Regions from separate parts of the Mus musculus genome. Here all the other regions are linked to region 6. A link is a contact called in public Hi-C, HiCAR-type, HiChIP or PLAC-seq and promoter capture Hi-C data. All regions are on one chromosome and are shown on one strand. Each heading gives the region's core, a stretch centred on a gene start, on an enhancer-like site or on the middle of the called end of the contact. The rest is flanking DNA. Distances are from core to core; before and after follow the strand shown. Region 1 holds the start of Brd7 (bromodomain containing 7). Region 2 holds the start of Nkd1 (naked cuticle 1). Region 3 holds the start of Cnep1r1 (CTD nuclear envelope phosphatase 1 regulatory subunit 1). Region 4 holds the start of Cyld (CYLD lysine 63 deubiquitinase). Region 5 holds the start of Snx20 (sorting nexin 20). Region 6 holds the start of Chd9 (chromodomain helicase DNA binding protein 9).

Region 1 (3,764 bases), core at 882-3,381, 2.5 Mb after region 6:
AACCATTAGATTAAATATATAAAGCTAGCCACCAAGGTCTATTCCCTTGTTTGGCTAATTCCTCCTCCTGAGATTGCCTACCAAGGTCCAGCTATCAAAGTATTGAAGTCCAGCCATCAAAAGCCCCCTTTGGCTCACCTAATTAACATGCACAATCAAAATTAAACACCTCATCTTAACACACAGTTTTCTCCTTTTACCTAAGAGCACTGTCTGTCTCCTTTGTATCCAGAGGCAGTCCTTTGTCAAGGGCAAATACCCCTTACTCCTCTCCCTTGTTCCTGTCCCCTTCTCCGTGTCCTCTATCTCCTGTCTTTGTCTCTCAGTCCCTGACCTTTGTACCTCTAAAGCAAGTAAATCTTTGTGCTGAGAATTTGGCCTTGGAGTGTCTTGAGCTGACTTCGAGGTTCCCTACAGGGGTTTACACACCTAGCATACCACACACAAAGATAAACAACAAACCTTCCAGGAAAAAGCCATCCAAGAGTCCAACTTGTTGTTGGTTTTTGTTGTTGTTGTTGTTTTAATTTATGTGTGTGCGTGTGGCTGCATGGATCTATGTGCACTAAATGAACACAGGTGCCTAAAGAGCCAGGAGACACCCTGAAATTGGAATTACAGGTGCTGTGAGCTGGTGGATGGGGGTAAGTACTGGGAACCGAACCCAGGTCTTCTGGAAGAGCAGCAAGTGTTCTTAACTCCTGCATCTTCTCTCCACTCTCAAGTCCACTTCTGAGTACAGTAGAAAGGATCGGTTAGATTCTTTCTTGAGGAAAAAATGAGATTTTTATAAAATGTATAGGCCACTAGAAGGCTAAAAGTGCAGTAAAGACACTTTGCACTGTGTGTACTAACTAATGAAAAGGATTGTGACTCCAGTTCAAGCCTGGATTTGAATACTGATTCTACATCTGACCCCTATCTTATTTCTTTGGGCATCCATTTCCTCCTCTATAAAATGGGAATATGAATATTACCTGCTCTTGCTATTTTGTAAAGTTGTCTCACACACACACACACAGAGAGAGAGAGAGAGAGCGTGCACTTTATTTCCCTAGACATCTCTGCACATGCAACAGTGAGCTCTATTTTTAGATAGCATGTTACTATGTAGCCCTGGCTAGTCTGGGATTCAGTCCTCCTGCCTCAACCTGAGGGCCGGGATAGGCCAGCACAGCCATGCATGCATGCACCATCACACCCAGCACAAGCAGATCTTAACGTGGCCCATCTGGGTAAGTGCCAGTAGACAAAATTGTCAGTGAGCCACTGCCCAGAAGGGCTGGGCATCCAGAGATAAGAGAACAGGAACGGCACTGATGGGGGTGAGAAGCAGACAAAACAGCAGGCAGCCTGTGCCTCCCTGGGGAGCCAATAGCTGCAACCCCACCACCTTTTCGGAGGCAAGTTCTAGCTAATTTCTAGACCCTTAGCTTCCTTTTCTTTCCAGTTACTTTAGCATATAAATTGTTTTTTAAACCACAAAGAAAAGCATAAAAGTAAAAGAATCCACCCCTATACCGTCCTGGTCACCTGAAATAAAGTAAGCAGTACTGTTTCCAGCCTTTGAATCCAGACCACACCTTCACTTCCGGTCTCACTTTTGAACAACACTGCTGCACACTTGGTGCGTTTCATTTAGTTAACATCTTGGAGGCTTTATTCTATCATGAACAAGCCTTTGTTTTTGTTTTGTTTTGGTTTTTTTCTGTATGCATTTATTTATTTGTGCAAGAATATATATAAATGTAAACATTAGAGGACAACTTTCAGGAGTCGATTCTCTCCTTCATGTGGAACCTGGAGAGCGAACGGAGATCGTTAGGCTTGGCAGGACCCATATTCTTGGGTCTGCCCGATCCTGTACAGATGGAGTTCAATAATATTGCTAAAGACAAGAAACAAAAGCCAAGGAAAGTTAAAAGGATTCAGGAAAGCAGGGAAGAGCGTCGGGGATGGAAAAAGAAAGTCAAGACAGGCCCCGCCTCTGAGCCCGCCCCCCAGCCGCAGCCCCGCCCTCCACCACAGGCTGCAGCGCCGCCTCCGGCCGCCAGGGGCCGCCACGCGCCGCAGACCGCATCCCGTCCGCTCGGCGGCCTCTCTTTCCCGCTGGTTTGCCGGCCTCTCGCCCTCTCGCCACTGGTGTCGCGCTTCGGTCGCGTCCCGCGCGTGGTTTTTTTTTTTTCTCGTGAGGGACCTCGCGCCGCCGGGCGCGTGCCGTCCCCCTGCCTCGCGGCGCGGGCTCTCGCGGGCCCCGCTCCCGCCCTCCGCTCGCCTGGCCCGGACCGGAAGCGGCGCCGCACGGCCTGGGCCTGGCGCGGGGGGCGGGCTCTGGGGCCCGGTCGGACATGGGCAAGAAGCACAAGAAGCACAAGTCGGACCGCCACTTCTACGAGGGTGAGGAGCGGCTGGCCTGCCTGCGGAGCCGCGCCGTCCCCTGCCCGCAAGGCCCCGACCCGCGGAGATCGCCCCCGGCGGGGCGGCGTTCGACTCGGGCCTGCCGGTCCCGGCGGGGGTTCGTGGGGCGCTGGGAGGTGGGGCGCCCGCCCTCGGCCGGCCCCGGCTCAGCCCCGCGTCCTGCTCTTGTTTCAGAGTACGTGGAGAAGCCCCTGAAGCTGGTCCTCAAAGTCGGGGGGAGCGAGGTCACCGAGCTCTCCACGGGCAGCTCCGGGCACGACTCCAGCCTCTTCGAAGACAGAAGCGACCATGACAAACACAAGGACAGAAAACGGAAAAAGAGGAAGAAAGGCGAGAAGCAGGCTCCGGGGGAAGAGAAGGGGAGAAAACGGAGAAGAGTCAAGGTAAAGGGGGCTTTGTTGCTTATGGCCCCGGGCTCCAGTTCCCAGCCTCCTTAGCCTGTTCCAGTGCGACACCCAGACGTCTGGGAAGTCTGGCTTTGTGGAGGAGTGAGACAGACCAGAAGCCTGGGTCACCTGGGCGCTCAGCAAGTCTTGTCCCAAGTGTCCTCTCGAGCACCCGTGCTGTCCCCACACATCCTGTAAGCAGCCGAGTCCTGGTCTTCCGTGACTCCTTCAAAGGCTGTTTTTTTTATAATTGTCTTGGAAGGGTGAGAAGTCACTCACCGGAAAGCCTGGGAGGTTTGTCAAACGTAGCTGTTCTTCAGAAGTGAAGGCGATCTACAGGTGTCCCAAGTGTTCTCCTGAAATAAGTTATTTTAATGACAAATGGAGCTGGCGCGGCGTGATGGCACGTGCCTGTGATCTCAGCGCGCAGGAGACTGCGGCCAACCTGTGCTGCTTAATACAAAATAAGCAACCGTTTTCATTAACTAGAAAAGAGTAAGTAGCTAATGTCTTGATTTGCCAGGTAGGTTGAATAGTGCGGGTTAACTTTCTTCTCAAAGGTGAGTCCACCCATATCTGGAATTGCCCTAGAATTCTGCCCTTCCAAAATGTTAGCTGCCTGCCCTCAAGTGCTTACTAAAATGCGTTAGTACTTTTTGAAAGTCATCCTTTCTGAGGCTTAGTTTTAGAGTTTTTCTTTGCTTTATACAGTCATTGATGAGTGGCCAAGCCTTAGAGATTGTCTCTTTAAAATGTCTTAAATTATTGGGGGGGGGGGGAGGAATGTTTTAAATTTATTCTTTTTTGCCCAGAATTTTATGACCTTTAGCTTGACTATGGCAATAGTCACAGTCTTGGGTCAGGCTGGCTTATATTTTCATTTCCTAAATTACAAAAGCACACAGGCATGAGTCTTTGTTTTAACTGAGAGTTTTGAAAGTGAACATGTAAATTGTTTTA
Region 2 (3,473 bases), core at 733-3,232, 2.3 Mb after region 6:
CATACACACACACATCTGAAGACTCTACCACCCTCACCCAAAGAACAAGACCAAAGAACTAGCCAGACCTGAGGCTCAGTCTTTTCCCCCTCTAAGTTAAAAAAAAAAAAAAATTAAATGTCACATCAAAAAGTTGATTCATCCTTTGATCCTCAGCTTGCAAGAGTTCCACGCAGACCATCTGAAAGCCTCGTGCGGAGTTCTGGAGCTCACAGGACATCTGTGAACACCAGTCCCAGGCCAGGCGCAGGGGCTGGAGTCACTCACTCCCCCAACCCACTTGCTCCCACAGAACACCTCTAGCCTCAAGAACCCCCTGGGTGAAGAAAGAGGGTGCACCCAGACCACACTACAGAGAAGCCCCCTCCCTCTCAGGGCCACACTAAGGGGGCAGCCAGGTCTCAGTGCCTCCAAACTCTACACTCAGATGGCAGATGGCACTGATGAATGCCACAGACACAGTTGGAGGTAGCCACAGATCCTGGGCCAGCAGAGCCCTGCCCTCTACCCAGACACTCCTGTCTGCCTTTAGTCTTAACCCCTCCCTGTGGAAAAGCTGGCCACAAAAGCAAAGTAGAGGAGCCCCCCCAGCCCCCGACACACACACAGAAACACAGCATAGTTTCCCCACCCCACTGGACCTGTATCATCGCCTCCCTGGCACTTCCTCCCCAAGCAACCCTCTGTGCCCAGCTGGGCAGGAGACTGGTGCCCACTTGATCGACAAGGGTCCTCCAAAGCATAGGGCACAAGTAGGGCTAGTGGGGCACACAGTGGCTGAGAAGGGATTTTTGGACTTAGAACAATGTGCAAGCGGGATGCTAAAAGTTGGAGTAGGGGGAGATCCTCAGACTCTCCCCAAGGCTAAAAGGGGTGAAAGGATGGAACGGAGTGGGGGGCCATACCCGAGTGCCTCGACCAACAGTGCCTGCCAATCTCAGCTGACGGGGTCCTGAGACGCTGCCTGGACAGCGCTGCCTCCCGATCCACTCCTCGATGCCTTTCCTTGCCCAAGCAGCGCTTACAGCAAAGCTGTCACCTGAGGCGGGAAGAACACGAAGACATTGAGTCTGGGCCCCCCCGGCTGGCAAAAAGTTACCAGAGAGTGAAGGGAAGGAGACAAGGCGGCACAGCCCGGAGAGTAAAGACTTGGCAAGAGGGTCAAGCACCAGACGGAGCAGAATCCAAAAGAGCGAAATAGCCAAGGAAGGGGGCTCGGCGAGATCCTAAGTGCTAGGAGGATTCAGAGGGTGAAAGGGAGGAGGCAATATACCCTGACTGAAGGAGTTCGGGGATCAGAGAGGAAGGAGCGCGGGAGGCAGGGATTGCGAAGGAGAGAGATGAGGGTCAGCAGAGAGGGTGCAGTGAGACCAGAGACCAAGTTCTCCGGAGTAGGGGCTGGCGACTAGAGGAAGGCGCAAGATCTTGGGGAGCTGAAGGGAAGACGCCGCCGCCAAAGTGGAGGGGGTTAGGGTCAGCAGTGGGAGCACCGGGCTGTGGGGAACGGGTAGGAGGGACAGAGGGGCCCCAAAGAGCGCTCCCGGGGCGGGGCTGGGGGCTGAGGCAACCCTGGTAATGAGATCCAGCGGCAGGGCGGTCCGCGCCGCCTCCCTCGCGCCCCCCGGGCTGGTGGCCCGCACGCCTACCTTCCGGGCTCTCCCTGCGCTTGCACACGGCGGCTGCGGGCACATCGCGCGCGGCGGCGGCGGCGGGAGCCGGAAAGAAAGGAGAGGGAGAGTTAGCACCGGCGAGAGGACGCGGGGCCGCGGCCGGCGCGCAGGCGAGGACACTGACCCGGCTTCGAGTGAAGTTTCCCCATGCTGGGGCGCGGCGGCGGAGCGTCCTAAGCCATGCGTCCGGCCGCCGACCCCGCGCCAGCCTCGCTCGCCTCCTCCTCACAGTCCGCGCGCCGAGCGCAGCCTTAGGCGGCGCCGGGACGCGCTCCTGCCGCCGTCGCCGCGGCCGGACTGACGCCCGGGCGCGCCGAGCCCCCTGCCCGCCGCCGCGGCCCCGCGCCTCCCTGAGCGCCCATTGGCCGGCAGCGGCCCATCAAAGGCGAGGCGGACGCGGCGGGGCGGGTAGAGGCGGGGCCTGCGGGTAGGGGCTGGCCGATGGGCGGGACCACAGAGGGCGTGGCCTGTGGGCGGGGAGGGGTGGAGCCTCGATGGGGAGGGGCTTTGGGTGTGCTGGGCCCCAAGCCCCCCGTGCGAACCTCGGGGCCTGAGTCGGGACCGGGCGGAGGCTTTGGCCGCTGGGTGGTGGAACAGCGCTGCCCTCGCTGGTGACACTGAGACTTCCCTCTTCTCTGCATTTCCTCGAAGCTGCCAGAGTGGGACTGGATGGCTCGAGTTCACAGGTGGGGAAACTGAGGTTATAACTGGCGACCTCAGATGCCCTAGCATACGTGTCTACTGCTCTCCCATGGTGCTGTCCCTTCCCAGACTTACAGTGCTCAATCCCTGTTTTCAGCTGCCTGCCCTTTTCTTTGACTACTCTGGGTTTTGGGTTTGTTTGATTTTGTTTTTTGGGTTTTTCTTTTTTTTTTTTTTTTCCCATTTGGGAGTCCAGTAGAAATCAACTGGACACCTTGCTGGCTAGAGGGAGTTCAGGCCCACTCCTGTTAACAACAAGTGTACAGGAACCCCGAGCTGTCCCCTTGTCACTCGCAACTCTTCTTCGCCCATGGGCTCCTGAGTGCCCAACTGGGATCGGGGCGAGCTGCCAAGCTATGAGGCCAGGAGCGGTGAACCGCCGGATCTTTGATCTTTCTTAGTTTCCGTTTCCCCCTTCCCCCCTGCAGTTCTGCAGACCCCAAGGGCCTGTTTGTTTTGTCTGGGGAGGTCTCTGCAAAGGGGAAGGCGACTTAAAGGCTTCCACTATATACCTTTGTGGTCCTTAGAAGGACGTTCTCTGCTGTCCCCGCGCTAAGCTTATCCTGGTATCTGAGCCTGGGCATGGGAAAGAACCAGTTCTGCTCTTAGAGCTAGACTCACTGCTTCAGCCTCAGTTTTATGATCTGTACAATGGAGACTTAGTTCTCCTCATTTTTTTAAAACCTGCTCCCCTGTGCTGCGATACTCAATATAAACAGGTGACCTACAGTGGTTGGTCGTTTTTAGACTTACAAGTAAGCACTTTGTGGGAAGGGATCTGGGAGTCAATCCCAGAGCACTGCTTTGACAAGCCGGTGCTAGGCAAGCAAACACTGTGATTGAGCTATGTCCTGAGCCCTAGGCGCTACAATTTTTAAAAAGTTAAACAGGTGTGTCATCCAGATGGCTCAGCTGCTAAAGTTGCTTGCCACCAAGCCTGAGGATCTGAGTTCCATCCCCAGAGACCACATGGTGAAAGGAATGGCCAACCTGCTACAAAATTATCCCCTACACACACACCTCCACCAAAAAAAAAAAAAAAAAAAGTAAGTTTCACATTAAAAGTAAAGGGCAAAGTTGGTTTGACTCAAGATAGCAAAA
Region 3 (3,613 bases), core at 367-2,866, 2.7 Mb after region 6:
GTGAAGGTCAGAAGAGAAGTTTGTGGAGTCTGCCCTCTCCTTCCCCTTTAAATGGCTTCTGAAGATGCAACTGAGGGATATAGGCTTGAACGGCATACACCAGAGCTATCTTGCCAGCTCATAATTTTCTTAAGTACTTCTGTGTAATACGTTGTCAACAGCACTAAGTAATACATTTAAAAGTTGTCTAGCCAGGCTTGGTGGCTCACGCCTTTAATCCCAGCACTCAGGAGGCAGAGGCAGAGGCAGGTGGATTTCTGAGTTCGAGGCCAGCCTGGTCTACAGAGCGAGTTCCAGGACAGCCAGGGCTATACAGAGAAACCCTGTCTGGAAAAACAACAACAACAACAACAACAAAAAACAAAAACAAAAACAAAAAAAGTTGTCTAAACTCAGAAATCTTATAGCTTAGTAAAACAAGGATTTACTAGTCAAAAGTTTTAAAGAAAGGGAGTCGTTCCTACTTAGGAATAAAGCTATCAACCACACTTTATTTTCCCTTAGAAAGCATTCAGCAACTTACTTCTCCAACGTCCAGTGGCAGGTTGCAAGCAATGAATATATTCAGTAAGTCTTCTTTCGAAAGCCTTGAGATCTAGGTAAAGAGAATTCAGTTCTCTATCTGCTCTTTCTAGTCCGAAATGAAATTTGATAAAATGAAATTTTAGATCGACAAACTCCAACAGGTCTTGCACATCAAATTACTTGTGTCACGCACCGTTTGCTTATATAATAACAATTTTAAGTACACAACAAAAACATCATTTTTCGTTCATCCCAATTTCTGGAAACCAGTTGGTCTACTTTTAGAAGCTTGAAAACTGGTATGCTGGAAGACCAGCAGCAACTTCAGCCAAGAGTCAAAAGCTAAAACTGGGGGGTGCGGTGGAGGGTGTTTACAAATAAATGGACCAAACTCCAGCTTAATTCTAATTCTGTGGAACCAAGAACTTCCTGTTGAAACATCAAAATCCATGAGGTCTAATTGACTGCAATTATCCGATTCCGGCCCTAGCTCTTATCATTAATTGATGGCTATGTAGTATGGGCTTACTAGACTTCCATACACAGATAACGGGCTGTACAAACATACTCCCTTATCCTCCTAGGAATGGGTCGCCGGTGAACGTCCGGCCAGCAGCAGCGCCTACGCCTTGTGCTGTGGCAGAGCGTACCTCTGAATGAAGTAGGGTGTTATTCCCACAGAGGTGTTTTTTAAAAAATCAAAATAAAACAAAACTTTGAAAGGCCAAGAGTACATCTAAATTCCGGCAATTACAGAAGCCAAGGAAGAAATTAGGGTTACGGTTCGTTAGGTTGTCAAACAGAAAATGAATTCGCACTCTATAACTCGCAAGGGCTCGTCACTGAGACGGGGGGGCCCCCGAGCCCCTGCGGGGGGGGAAGGCGGCACCCCTCGGCGGCCGTGCGCCCCGCGTCCCCGCCACGCCGCCCTCGCGACCTCCTCAGCCTCGGGACGGGACCCGGCGGAAGACACACTCTACCTTCCGCTTGTTCCAGCGAGTTCATGTCGGGCGGCAGCTCCGGTCACCGCCACGGCCCGGTCCTCATCGCAGCCCGCCCTCCCCGCCCCGCCGACAGCGCCAACTCCCACCTCTAACCGCTCCCTTCAGCCCCTCCGTTTGGCACCGCCCATTTTCTAGAAACGTTGAGTTTATTGGGTAGCTCATCCAGACCCCTCAACTAAACTAGTTTTCTATTGGCTAATTTCAGCAAACGCCTTCGGGAACCCAGCGCTAGATGTTCAACTGGAAGGGCCGAGAATAGCGAGCAGCTAGGCTGATATAGCCATGGCGCCGCCTCCTGCCTCGGGGAGGAACTGAATTCTGTCCAAGCATACTTTATTTTTAAGCTTGGTTGCTTTCTTAGTTCTTAAAACAATGATTGAGCGCCCACTAACTTCTGGGCAGTATTTTGGTTGCTAAGGAGAGACCACCAATCTATCCCTGCCCTCAAGGAACTAAAGAGAAACTGAGATATGTTCAGCAGTAAGTACTAGAAGCGCCCCCAAGCAGATTTCCTTGATTTTGATTTCTCTTCTTTAGATATCCAATTCCTTAAGGAAGGATTTCTTTCTTGGTTATTTTCTCCTCATGTCGTCCAATATAGTCATAAAGAATGCACAAAGTGCCGGGCGGTGGTGGCGCATACCTTTAATCCCAGCACTTGGGAGGCAGAGGCAGGTGGATTTCTGAGTTCGAAGCTAGCCTGGTCTACAGAGTGAGTTCCAGGACAGCCAGGGCTAAGAGAAACCCTGTCTCGAAAAACAAACAAACAAAAAAAAAAAAACCAAAAAAACAAAAACAAAAACCAAAAAACAACAACAAAAAACAAAACAAAACAAAAAAAGAATGCACAAAGTATGTCTTTGTAAGTATAACAAAAATATGTACAGGGTTAGCAAAATTAACATTTGATTAAAATGACCTGTTATTTCTGTTTATTTCCTGGTGGTCATTGATTCATTCAAGAGGTATTTATTGCATGACATGCTACGCATTGTATTTGTCCCATATTACATTATATTTATGACCACGGTAGATAAGATTGCATTCCTCACAGTGAAAGGTTTCAGGGAGCAATAAACATAAAAGTAGGCAACTGATTTCAGATAACAGTAGCTCTATGGAAAAAGCAACCAATATTAAAGACAGGAGGAAGGAGGTCCAGAAGTGTTGCAAGGAAGTTTGAGCTGAGAGGCCCAAGAAGACGGAAAGGATCCAGCCACACAGATCAGGGCTGAGAAGGTCTTTGAGCAACACCGCCATGTTCCCAAAATTGATACATTGTGTGTTTTACTAATCAACCTTTGCCCTAACTCACTTATCAGCTCCTGACTCCTTTGTTTTATAGACTCCTCTACCCTAGTAGCACTTTCTAAACTTTCCCATTAAGGAGCCTTCTCTGGTCCAAACCCTTTACATGCATTATCTCATTTAAACTTTTACGATGACTTGTTTGTTTTAGAGATGGAGTTTTTCTCTGTAGATTAAGCTGGTCATGAACTTGCTACAAAGGTCCATTCTGGCTTCAAACTTGCAGTCCTCCTGCTTAAGCCTTTCAAGTATTCAGGTGTGAGTTGCCAAGCCTGACTTAAAGATGTGTGTGTGTGTGTGTGTGTGTGTGTGTGTTATGTTTTTTTCCAAACAAGGTTTCTCTGTATAGCAACCTTGACTGTCCTGGAACTCACTTTGTAGAGTAAGCTAGCCTAGAACTCAGAGACCTACCTGCAGTGCTGGGATTAAAAGCATGGTACCATCATGCCCAGCTTCGAGATGAATTTTTAATGTTATGGATCAAAACCTATGAGTTATAAAATATACTTATTAGATGATGACATCTTGATGTTTTGAGCCAGGGTCAGACATATTCCTGGCTGTTTTGTAACTCTCTATGTTGACCAGGTAGGTTTTGAGTTCACAGAGATTTTCTTGCCTTTGCTGGGATTAAAGGAATGCTACACTACACCCTTGCCCATAGCCATTACTTTTTTTTTTTTTTTTTTTTTTTTTTTTGAGACAGGGTTTCTCTGTGTAGCCCTGGCTGTCCTGGAACTCAGAAATCCACCTGCCTCTGCCTCCCAAGTGCTTAA
Region 4 (3,588 bases), core at 1,066-3,565, 2.1 Mb after region 6:
CAAAGACAGGTGTAATTCAATCACATCTGGCTCTTCTGAGGTAGCCTCCTTGTTCTAAAACACCACAGAAAGCTTTCTAAATCACAATAGAAATTACAATACTAAATACTGCTCAAATCACAAATGGTAAAGAGGTAAGCAGGCTGGCATGGATATGCAAGAAAAGAGCCACATCTTCTCCAAATGCTTTCAGTCAGTTAGAATGACTAACTTAAGAAAAAACAACTCTTACTAAAAGAACAAGTCATTACATGCCTAAACAGTAAATAGAAATACAGAGATTTCAAGACCAGAATAATTTGTGACACGAGGATACAGTCACAAAACCAAGTGGGACTTAAAAGGTTTATTTAATAAAAAAGTCTGGAAAAAAAAAAAAAGTCTGGCTCTTGCATCTGCAGTCACATCAGGAAGACAGGAACAATGCTGTCTCTTGTGAGTTAAACCTAACCACTGGGCTCTAAAAATGTGACTTCCCCACTCCTTGTCTTTCCAGGGACTAGACCAGAAAACTTGATTAGCTTAGATTGTAATGGTGGAAGCCAAAATGCTATTTCCTTGTCCTATTTAAGTGACCAGAAGTTTCTACTATGTTAAAAATAAGAGTCAAGAAATAGAGAAACATGATGTTTGCCTAAAATATCATTAATTCTCTGGGGAAAAAAATCACAATCAATTTTATACTATGCTACTATCCATATAAGTAGAAACAAGTAAGGTGAAATGTCACAATTATGAAACCAGGTTGTTTGGAGCTTCATTTGAAACTAAAAATGTAAGATGACAGTATAAACACCAGGAGCAAAACACTAAGTATAGATTGATGGGCAGGATAATTACTGCTCTTTCTTCATGTATTAAAGACTTCCTTAAATCACTTAACCACAGTTTAGGTATCTTCTGTTTAATATGTCATTTTTACATAACAAGTTCCTGGTCTTATCAGCTCATCTCAAAAGTTTCCAGTCCAAACAAGGCTTTTTTTTTTTTTTTTAAAGAATACCTTAAAATTTTGCAGCAGAACATTAGAGAATGTTCTGGGTACTGTCAACATTCAAATTACATGAACTTCACTAAGAATTTCCAGCAAATCACTTTCCTTCAATACTGTTCTAGTGCAAATCCACCCACTACCCAGCGGGGAGCAGCAGGCTAAATTCTTGGGGCCATTCAACCTACTTGAGGTATGAGGGGGTGTGCAAGAGACTGATGTTTGAATGCACGCCCTCTTGATGCCTGCATTCTTCTCTGGAGCCAATGATTACAAAAATGAGCAATCTTATTAGGAATCCCTGATTAGCCCCAACACAGACACACACAGACACACACACACACACACACACACACACCACAGCAAGGTATGAATGAATGCTCCTCTAAGGAGACAACTTTCCAGGGAAAATCAAAAAGAGGAAGGTGGCGGGGATAGTGGGGGTTGGGAGATTGCAAGGCTTGGTGGCTAGAGGATGACAAACCCCTAAAACATGCAAATGCCAAGGGGTGGAATAGAAAAAGATGCCAAGGACATGAATAACCTGGCAGCTGACCCAGATGAACTCAGTTCCAGACCATGATCATTCGCGACTTGGCGGTCTCCTCCAAGGCTGACCATAATAATAAAAGGAAAAACAAGGTACCTGTCTCAACAGGATGCACCTTCCAACTACACAACTGTGCAAAACCATCCTCTCTCCTCCCCCCTCCCTCCAGACCAGAGAAACTGAAAGAAAAAGCAGAACACGCCATTAGCGAGGCCAGACTGCTCTTCCGGGAGCGGAGCCACCAACACCCCACAAAACAGCACAGACGTGAGGTACCATAACCCGAGATTCTCCCTGCCTCCTGCAGCCGTTGGGAGCCAGGCAGGGTCCCGGCCTCAGTTTCCCCATCTGTCCACGACGGCGGGCCAGAGAGAAAGACGGAGTCCTGCACTGCTCCTACCCAAGCCCTGTGGTGCAGGAGTCCCGCGAGTCGGGAGCCCTCGGGCAGGCTGGAGGTGACAACCGCGGTTGACGTCAGAAGCTCGTCGGCCCGGGGCAGCTAACGGGCGGGCGCTGAGGCCCGACGGTCGCCTCCGCGCTTCAGGGCGCCTGAGGCAGAGCAGGAACACTGGGGACCTAGCGTCAGCCGCGCGGCCGCGCACACTCACCCGCCTCGGCCGCCGCTCAGCGCCGCAGCCCCGGGCTTCAGAACCAGCGTCCCGGGCCGGCCGGGCGCCCCACACCCACCACCCCAGTATTTACCTCAGGCGCGCGGGCCCCCGCGCAGCCGAACCTGCTACCTGGGCCCGCCCCCACCTGCCCCGCCTCCGAACTGCCCGCGGGGAGGGAGGAGCGGAGGCGGAGAGGGTAGATGCCGCGCTAGCCAATCGTATTCAGAGATCCGACCCTGCGTGCGCTCTGATTGGGTTTTCTTGTAACAGACCTTCCTCCAATGGCTGCTGGCAGGGTGCTGGCTGAAGGGACTTTCCGCTCGGTCAAGCTCGGTGGAGGCAAAGGGAAAGCGAAGGGGCGGGGCAGAGGAGAAAGGGTGGGGGCGAGGAGCGATGGCTGATTGGGCGAAAGGCCGCCAGTGTCATGTCACCATTGGCTGAAACCACGCCTGGGCGGGGCGCTGTGCTCTTAGCTCCACCCTCCTTGCGCGGGTCTTGTCTCTTGGCTTAGCTGTCAAAACTAGGGTGGGAAGCGATCCAGAGAAGAACTGAGAATAATTTTCAGAATTCCATTGAAAGAACAAAGCTTAGAATTACACCTAGAGTCAATGTTTTCTTTCTCAGTTTGTCAACATGTAACACGGGGAACTCCCAACCATCCTAAGCCTCAATTTCCTCGTCTGTAGAACGGAGGTGTTAGTACCACCTGTTTTACCGGATTATTGTGAAATGCTATATAGTATCTCCTAACAGTAGACTCTGTACAAACTGAAGCTCTTTCTGTCCTCAGATGGCGTCTGGGACACCTGCTGTTTTTTTAAACTTCTGTGGCCATCCTCTCCAAGGGTGGAGAGAGTCTCCTAAGGATAAAGAAAGGCTTTCCACCCTCTACCTTACCCGGGACTGCATCCCTGGCCACCAGCCAGAATTAAGGGTATAATGAAGGATCTTTCAATTAGACGGAAGGATTCTGACTCCCAAAAGTGTTCAAAATATTTAAAGAAACTCTTTTTATAATCAGCCCCAGAGCCTGGCAGCACATGACTTGCTTCACTGGATAGTTCTCTTAATTAATTCCTTCTCCTTTGACATTTTAACTACTAATTATGGGAGAAGGTGATTAATACTGAGAAGGAGGGGTGTGTGTGTGTGTGTGTGTGTGTGTGTGTGTGTGTGTGTGTGTGTGTGTGTTTAATCATGACACAAATTTCCCCAGTGAAGACTACCATGTTTCTGAAAATCCAAACAATGAAAACCACTAACACAGAAGCAGACAGACACATGGGTGATTGCTAACAGTATTAACTCACAACTCCTCTCCCTGCTGAAATCAACCATGATGAAATTGGTATCTTCTGAAAACTGAAGCCTCAACTCTTTCCTGTCTTTCACTGGTATACATATATCCTGTTCCCAATTTCCCAAGCTCTAGCCAC
Region 5 (3,612 bases), core at 1,027-3,526, 2.2 Mb after region 6:
CCTTCTTGACTCCATGGTGCCCACCTTTCCTCATTTGGCCTTGGTATTGCCACTGTTGTGAACAGGGATGCCCACTGCTCTGTCCTGGCCCACCATGATCTTCTTTGTTACAGAATGAATATGCCCTCTCAGACCTTGGCATGAAAGTCCTAACATACAATGTGATGGCCCTGACAGGCAGAACCTTAGGAAGTGACTAGATCATGATGTGAAGCCCTTATGGGACTATGTCCCTTAAAAAGGAGACCCCTGAGAACCCTCTAGCCCTCTGCTAATTGTGGGCCATTACAACAAAGAGATAGCCATTAACAAACCAGGAAGCAGGCTCTCACCAAACACTGGATCTGCCATCACCATGATCTTGAATATCCCAGCCCCCAGAACTTTAAGACACAAGCTTGGTTGTTTAAACCACATGGCATAGGGCATTTTGTTATGGCAGCCCAAGTGGACAAGACATAGCCCTTGCCTGTACCCCTCTCCCATCCGCTTCTGGGCTTCAGAGAAAAGCCAGCACCCAGCAGATGACAAAGTCTCCTGGTCACACTGGCCCAGTTGTGTTCCTCCAACAAAATCTGGGCACACCTCCATGTCAGGTGGTTTCCAAAAACTGGGCCCCTGCCCCAAAAGAGGAAGCAGTGACTGTCACACTATTCCCCTGTGGCTGCTAACTGCTGTGATGAGCTCACAGGGTTTGGAGAAGAATGTAGAGCCTGCTGTGGCATCTCACAGATTTCAAGCCTGGGCAGAGACAGGGCAAGGAGCTGGAAAGATGCACGGTAGGAAGAGGAGGGGCAGAGGCACACACCTCTCTGCAACCTCTTGTCTCTTTACCACACTAGGCCCTCTGCCAGGCAACACGAGGCAGAGGCAAATGAGATCCGGCCCTTGCAGCTGGGACTGGCTAGCCAGAGGCACGCCATGCACAGTAGTTCTCTCAAGCTCTTGCCAAAACCAAATTCTTATGGATATGTGTGTTCTTGGTATGATAGTGATGGTGGTGCAGAGAGGCAGGATGTTGTACAGAGTCCTGAGCAGAAAGGCAAACGATGAGGATTTTAGTATGCCCTCAGTTGCCAGCCTCACACGCTCAGCATGACACCATTAAGTGTTCTGTACACCTTGACTCATCATAAGCTTCCTGAGGGCCTGTGGGGTTGAAGCAGATGCAAATGAGGGCGAAACCTCTGTGACAGTGAAAAGCAAGATTGATTTAGTTGAGCATGGTAGACAGCATCTATTCATCACAAGATCCTTTCAGTGCAAATGTGAGCCTCGGGAGGAAAAAGAGATTAAGAAGCACATGTACCCAAAGGAACCCTCTCGGCCTATCTTCAGCCATTAACGCAATTCGATAAAAGACAAAGAAGGCAATGGACTCCAACGGAGAAGAGATGGGTGGGAAATAAGCCTGTAAAATGTCTACCATAATTATCCTTTGTGGGACCCAGTGTTGTAAGCTATGAGGTGACACCCCTGCCCACACTGTAGAATGGCTTCAAGAAGTATTAGCCATGCCAAGGGTAGAGAAGGTACAGCCTGGCTCATTCACAGCCAGGGGAGTGCAAGATGTCCACCTGGGCCGTACCCTAGCCTATCCCATGACCTTTCTGTGTCAGGCACTGGCTCCGCATCCCACCAGCTCCATGCACCAAACCTCAGTTCTCCAGCTTGTCAACAGAACACGAAGGGCCCCATTATGCCTAGCTCATAGCTAGGATAATAACTATTAAAAGAATGTATCCCCAAATCCTCATGTTAGACTGAGATCCCTAACATAATGGGTTTGGGAGGTAGGGTCTTCTGAGAGTTGACTGTCATAAGGACAGTCTTCATAAAGGGATTTATGCTGTAACTGTGAAACTGGGGTGCATAAGGTAAGCTTTCTCTTGTCTGTCCACCTCCTACCATGGCATGTCACATGCGGCAGGACAGCCCTCACAGACACTACCAGTGTGCTCTTGCATGTTCCGGATCCAGAGCTATAAACTAAATAAACTTTCGTGTGTGTGATTTTTTTTCCTTCAGTTTATCGTCTTCTGTCATTGCCACAGAAAAGGACTAAAACAAAGGACTTTGAAATGAATTCTCCAAATGCCAGCTATCGTTCGGGTGTCTAATACGTATCAAGCTGCTTAAAGCTGCTGTGAAGTTAAACTGTCCTCCTGTTGGTGGCCTTGACCCACGTGGCCTGTATGATGTACTGCAGATATTTGTCTAGGAGGTTCAATGTACATCTTTCAGCAACCAATAAGCTGGGGCCCCTGAAGGAGATCACTCAGCCCATTTCCTGTTTTCAAAAGGAGAACTCAGGATTGCGGCAGACATTCAGCCATCTAGTTGGACCTTGCAAAAAGAGATCGGACTGGGGCATGTGACTCTCCTGGACCCCGAACCCACAAAGCCTGAAGATCCCAGGTCAGTCAGTGTTTGACCCCAAGCGTAGCTGGCTTCTGCGCCCTGAGACCCAGTGATGTCCTTGAGAGGCCCTCTAGGAACTCCCTGGGTACTGGTTAGGAGGGACCAAGGGTGGTGAGAGTATGGGCTGTCCTTAGAAACTGGGGCCAAACCCACCTCCAACCTCTAAGCCTGACTCCTTTTGCAATGCCAGGCACTGGTCCTGTTCCTGGGAACAAGTCCAGGCTTGTATTTCTCAAAGGGTGGACCCTGTAGCCGAGTAAGAATCCGGAGCCCACCCCAGCTCTGTCTGGGTGTTGTGGGGTAGGCAGCCTGCTTGCCTTAGAGCTCCTAACACTTCCTCTCCCCAGTCCCAGTGGGGATTCTGATGTGCACACCCAACTGAGAGCGCTTCCAGCGGCAAGCTCCACAGAGAAGCACCCAGGGGTCCCATGGTGCTCAGGGCAGGTGGAGCCTTGGCTGGCCCTTCAATGGAGACCTGAGGAGGCTGCCCTACAAAGAAAGGAGACTTAAACTCAAACTCCCGCAGCCAGGGCTGCCGCTCCCTGTCCTTCCTTTCCTTCCTTCCTCCTCCTCTTTGAATGGGTGCCTCTCAGTTCTTCTGTCTTATGGGCAAGGGCTTTTACTATATTCTACCAGATTTTCATTAGCCACCCCCCACAACCTTCCCCCTGCCCCCGAGAAAGGTGGCCTCGGCTCTACAAGTGGCCCTGTGTATGAAGGAGGAGGACTGAAGAGGGCAGGGCCCCTTGAAGTGGGGAACAAGAGCCAAGGCTCCCGGAAAATGAAGATTGTCATGCACAGAAGATAGTAAGGGGTGGAGGGGTGGGAGCCTGCGACTCTGCTCTGTCCTCTGGGCCAAGTCCAGTCCCAACATCTGCAGTGCTTTGTTCTGATGGCTAGAAATCTTTCCCACTGAGGGTGTGGAGTGATAAGGCAGCCCTCAGAACCCTCTGTCCCCAAGGAGCTTAGCAGCTGGGCGTAGTGGCGCAGGCCTTTGATCCCAGCACTTGGGAGGCAGAGGCAGGCAGATTTCTGAGTTCGAGGCCAGCCTGGTCTACAGAGTGAGTTCCAGGACAGCCAGGGCTATACAGAGAAACTCTGTCTCAAAAAACTAAAAAAACAAAAAACCAAGGAGCTTAGCAAAAGGATCAATTGCCCACAGGGGGAAACTGAGGCTTGGATGTGTTTGGG
Region 6 (3,754 bases), core at 845-3,344:
GATGACAAAACTTTTTCTTGTTTGACCTCAGCTCAGGACAGGAACATTGGTTGACAACTTTTTCTTTTCTTTGTTTGTTTTTGTTTTTTTCAAGACAGGGTTTCTCTGGGTAGCCCTGGCTGTTCTGGAACTCAAATTGTAGACCAGACTGGACTCGAACTTAGAGAACCATCTGCTTCTGCCTTCTGAGTGCTGGGATTAAAGGTGTGCACTAACACACTGAACTCAGGCGACAATATTTTTGATGTTCTGAAAGGTTCAAATATGACTGTCAAAGTACCAGGGGTATTGATTTGGGGAGACACAATCCAATTTAGCAAGTCTTTGAGTTTGTTAAATATAATGTAGATCTCGTGAACTCCTAGCTGTTTTCATTGTTGTGTATGAGTTCATAGAGGGCTGATTTACCCCTCTCTGTCTTGCCCACATTTTATGGTTTGTGTCAGGAAGCCTACCTGGCACACAGTACGTGCTGGATAACGATTATATTTCCATTGATGGATTGAAGAAGTTCAGTGGAAGGGTCATGCTCGTGACCATGGGTTCACCCCTGGACTAGGTATCTGCTTGGTGTGTGTGTGTGTGTGTGTGTGTGTGTGTGTATGTGTGGTGTGTGTGTGTGTGTGTGTGTGTGTGTGTGTGACAGAGAGAGAGAGAGAGAGAGAGAGAGAGAGAGAACCTAGGGTCTCATGTATACTTAGCAAGCACTCTAGCAACAAAGCCACATTCCTAGCTCCTAGTCTGCCTCTGATCATGTTGATAACTTCCAGCAAGCCCTTTGGTTCCTAAGTCCCAGCTTTTGGGACATCAAAGTGGGGTATCTTAGCTCCCAGATGGGTTACTTCTGTCTACAGTACCTGCTACTCTGTGGATTATGATAAGAGTTGTGATGGTGCACAGGATGAACTGTGCCTGGCACAGAACTACTATCTGTAAACACAGGCTTTCAGTCTTAATCGTTCCCATAGCAACTCTTGAGAGTTTTATACCTCTGTACCCATTCCATAGATGTGGAAACTGAAAGTGAGGGTGATTGAGTGAGTTTATTTAAAGACACAAATAAGGGAGGGCTGGCTCTGGAGAGTCCAGGCTCCTGCTGCTAACACTTGGCTGTTACATAAGATTCACGGGGCCATTTTTTACTAGTTACAAAGTCGTCGTCCACCCCCCCCCCCCGCCCCCGGGTGTGCTTGGCTCCATTGATCAGAAGGATGAGTGCAGCCTGGATCCACTCCTGCACTCATCTGGGATTAGAGTGGGGGAGAACCCCTCTCTCCTCCTATCCACTTGGGGAACCCTTTCATACTGTACATGATTTGATTGGCTCTCTTTTCTCTGGCACTTCTGAGTTCCACCCTTTGGGGTAGGGTGTTGGCTTGTCACACTGAGTTTGACAGCCCAAAGGCAGAGGCAATTGCTGGTTGAAAAGGCAAGAGGGAGGGGGAGGGAAGAGAAGCCTTCCGGGCTTGTAATAGGGTCTTCTCTAACTCTTTTGGTCAAAGAGCCCTTGAATCTGGCTGCAAGCTGGAATCCCCTGGGGGAAGTTTTTAATAAAAGCTCCCCACGTCCAACTCAAACCAATTACATCTGGGGCTCGGGGTGGGGGTGGAGGCATGGAACCCAGACAGCAGCATGCCTTACTATCCCTTAACCAACAATCAATGCATGCCCAAGTTTGAGAAGTGCTGCGATCCTGTTCTCCCCTCAGCTCAACTGGAGGCACCCTAGGACAGCAGTCCCACCTTTCTGTGTTGAAGACTTGCTGTGTGGGGGCTGGGCGTGCCTTCCGGAGGCCCAGGCTCGTGAAGGATGTCTGAGTGCGAGCCAGGGACCTGGGGTTCTGCTCAGCTTAGGCCCAGCTCTGGGACAGCGGGGCTCCAGGTCCTCTTGGGGCAACAGCACATGTGGCCGCTCTGTCCTCGTTGGTCATCAATGCAAACCACAAACGAGGTTGCGCGGCGGCCAACCCACCCCAGCCTCAGACATTCTAGGGACACGCCCGAGGAATCCTTACCTTAGCTGCCGGCGCTGTCCTCCAGTCCCCGGAACCCTAGGACTCTGGTTCCATCTGTCTCCCTCGCCGGCGCCAGACAGGCGCCACTAGAGCGCAGGCACCACCTAGTGGCCGTAAGATGGTAGCGCGGGCAGGGGCTGGGAGGTGCGAGCGCAGTGCAGGGCGGAAATGCAGCTGGGCCTTCCCACGCTGGTGGCTTCCAACACCGCGGAGCCCGGGGGGGGGGCGCAGATTTGGCCTGGGCTGCACCACCTTCACCCCTTGGGGAGCGTGGGGAACGGAATTTGTTGTACTTTTTCTTGGAGGCGTGGAGGAGCTGTCAGGTCTGGGCCTCTGACCTGGGATCCACCCTGGGATTTTCCTGGCAGGGCTCATGGATCTTTCCTTTCCACCGTCAGCTTTCAGTACGCCCTAGTCTGGCGTGGCTTCTCCTTTAAACACCCTGGGAGCATCCGAGGATGCCACGGACTGGGTTTATTTCAAGCCCAGGGATGCCTATCCCTATCAGCAGTCCTTCACGTCACCTCCCACCCTTTCCCTGGTTTTCTGATGCCTCCATTACCTTCTGCTGACCTGTCTGTAACAACCCTGTCTGTACCAGTACGGGGGTGGAGTCCCGGAGACACAATTAGAACCCTTGGGATTTGGCCACCCAGGTGGTGTTTCTTCCGGAGGCTCATTAGCATGTCTTTGGCGGGTCGCCTGGCATCCCTGACTCCTTAGCCTCACATTCCAGCAACAACCTCCTTCATCACTGTGACGCCAAAAACACCCCTTTGGGTTTCCAAATGTCTCCCTGGTTGGAGGGAGAACTGCTCCAGGCTGAGAACTAATTAGCTGATAATTAAGATCAGATGACGCTAAATGAAGTCCACTGTCCACGGAAGTCCTATTACCACGCATTGTAGAGCTGAGGGGATCTTCAGGCCGGTCCTTTCCAGCAGGTTTCAGTATTTTCTTCTAACTAAGACATAGTGGACAGTGTTACAAAAATAGTGGATTTAGGGCTGGTGAGATGGCTCAGCAGGTAAGAGCACCCGACTGCTCTTCCGAAGGTCCTGAGTTCAAATCCCAGCAACCACATGGTGGATCACAACCATCCCTAACGAGATCTGACTCCCTCTTCTGGTGTGTCTGAAGACAGCTAGTGTACTTACATATAATAAATAAATAAATCTTTTTTAAAAAAAGTATAATGAATCCCTTAAAAAAAATAGTGGATTTAGAAAAAACAAAAAATTGCCGGAGTGGTGATTGGTTGTACTCGGGAGTCAGAAGCAGCGTCTGGTTTACATAGTAAACTCCAGGCTAGCCTGGGAAATGTCTCAGCAGGTATAGGCACTTGCCACACACACAGTATGCAAGTATATAATTTTTAGTGGATTATTTTTAAATGCTGGATTATTTAATGCACTCATGCAACCTTTATTTCTTCTTCTTCTTCTTCTTCTTCTTCTTCTTCTTCTTCTTCTTCTTCTTCTTCTTCTTCTTCTTCTTCTTCTTCTTCTTCTTCTTCTTCTTCTTCTTCTTCTTCTTCTTCTTCTTCTTCTTCTTCTTCTTCTTCTTCTTTGTTATTTTGAGACAGGGTTTCTCTATGTAGCCCTGGCTGTCCTGGAACTCACTCTGCAGACCAGGCTGGCCTTAAACTCAGAAATCCACCTGCCTCTGCCTCCCAAGTGCTAGGATTAAAGGTGTGCTCCACTACTGCCTGGCCTGTTTCTTCTTTAAGTGAATATTAAC

The links. Promoter capture Hi-C pulls out the DNA fragments that hold promoters and counts their contacts. A called contact is a pair of places that touch in the nucleus more often than the background predicts. HiCAR-type assays count read pairs that join an accessible place to other places. HiChIP or PLAC-seq counts read pairs in DNA pulled down with a chosen protein or histone mark.
Region 1: a contact with region 6 is called in an H3K27ac HiChIP or PLAC-seq map of epiblast stem cells, with 7 times the contacts expected there. The contact joins the promoter of Brd7 here to the promoter of Chd9 in region 6. A contact is called at or near these places in 1 of 39 promoter capture datasets (embryonic stem cells) and 2 of 115 datasets of contacts at active chromatin or transcription factors (epiblast stem cells and large pre-B cells).
Region 2: a HiCAR-type map of astrocytes shows a contact between it and region 6, with 6 times the contacts expected there. The contact joins the promoter of Nkd1 here to the promoter of Chd9 in region 6. A contact is called at or near these places in 2 of 39 promoter capture datasets (liver and second pharyngeal arch cranial neural crest), 1 of 115 datasets of contacts at active chromatin or transcription factors (astrocytes) and 2 of 9 other capture datasets (embryonic stem cells and liver).
Region 3: a contact with region 6 is called in a Hi-C map of B cells, with 5 read pairs. The contact joins the promoter of Cnep1r1 here to the promoter of Chd9 in region 6. A contact is called at or near these places in 4 of 39 promoter capture datasets (embryonic stem cells, frontonasal cranial neural crest, hippocampal neurons and 1 more) and 1 of 484 Hi-C or Micro-C datasets (B cells).
Region 4: a promoter capture Hi-C map of liver shows a contact between it and region 6, with 3 times the contacts expected there. The contact joins the promoter of Cyld here to the promoter of Chd9 in region 6. A contact is called at or near these places in 5 of 39 promoter capture datasets (the 3T3-L1 cell line, cranial neural crest, embryonic stem cells and 2 more) and 2 of 115 datasets of contacts at active chromatin or transcription factors (astrocytes and large pre-B cells).
Region 5: a contact with region 6 is called in a promoter capture Hi-C map of hippocampal neurons, with 5 times the contacts expected there. The contact joins the promoter of Snx20 here to the promoter of Chd9 in region 6. A contact is called at or near these places in 3 of 39 promoter capture datasets (embryonic stem cells, hippocampal neurons and liver), 1 of 484 Hi-C or Micro-C datasets (B cells), 1 of 115 datasets of contacts at active chromatin or transcription factors (astrocytes) and 1 of 9 other capture datasets (liver).

What each region holds. Positions count from the first base shown.
Region 1 is chr8:88,360,539-88,364,302 of GRCm38.p6, reverse strand. Brd7 (bromodomain containing 7) reads left to right here and starts at 2,131. Exons shown (of 17, transcript NM_012047.3): 1 at 2,131-2,397; 2 at 2,593-2,801. The coding sequence starts at 2,349.
Region 2 is chr8:88,519,853-88,523,325 of GRCm38.p6, reverse strand. It overlaps Nkd1 (naked cuticle 1), which reads right to left and starts at 1,982. Exons shown (of 10, transcript NM_027280.3): 1 at 1,795-1,982; 2 at 1,647-1,679; 3 at 906-1,039. The coding sequence starts at 1,819. Gm35162 (predicted gene, 35162) reads left to right here and starts at 2,205. Exons shown (of 2, transcript NR_168470.1): 1 at 2,205-2,356.
Region 3 is chr8:88,116,762-88,120,374 of GRCm38.p6, reverse strand. It overlaps Cnep1r1 (CTD nuclear envelope phosphatase 1 regulatory subunit 1), which reads right to left and starts at 1,616. Exons shown (of 6, transcript NM_029074.3): 1 at 1,506-1,616; 2 at 524-595. The coding sequence starts at 1,530. Gm2716 (predicted gene 2716) reads left to right here and starts at 1,768. Exons shown (of 8, transcript NR_151771.1): 1 at 1,768-2,009.
Region 4 is chr8:88,695,755-88,699,342 of GRCm38.p6, reverse strand. Cyld (CYLD lysine 63 deubiquitinase) reads right to left here and starts at 2,315. Exons shown (of 17, transcript NM_173369.3): 1 at 2,244-2,315.
Region 5 is chr8:88,634,792-88,638,403 of GRCm38.p6, reverse strand. It overlaps Snx20 (sorting nexin 20), which reads left to right and starts at 2,276. Exons shown (of 4, transcript NM_027840.3): 1 at 2,276-2,418.
Region 6 is chr8:90,827,175-90,830,928 of GRCm38.p6, reverse strand. Chd9 (chromodomain helicase DNA binding protein 9) reads right to left here and starts at 2,094. Exons shown (of 40, transcript NM_177224.2): 1 at 2,015-2,094.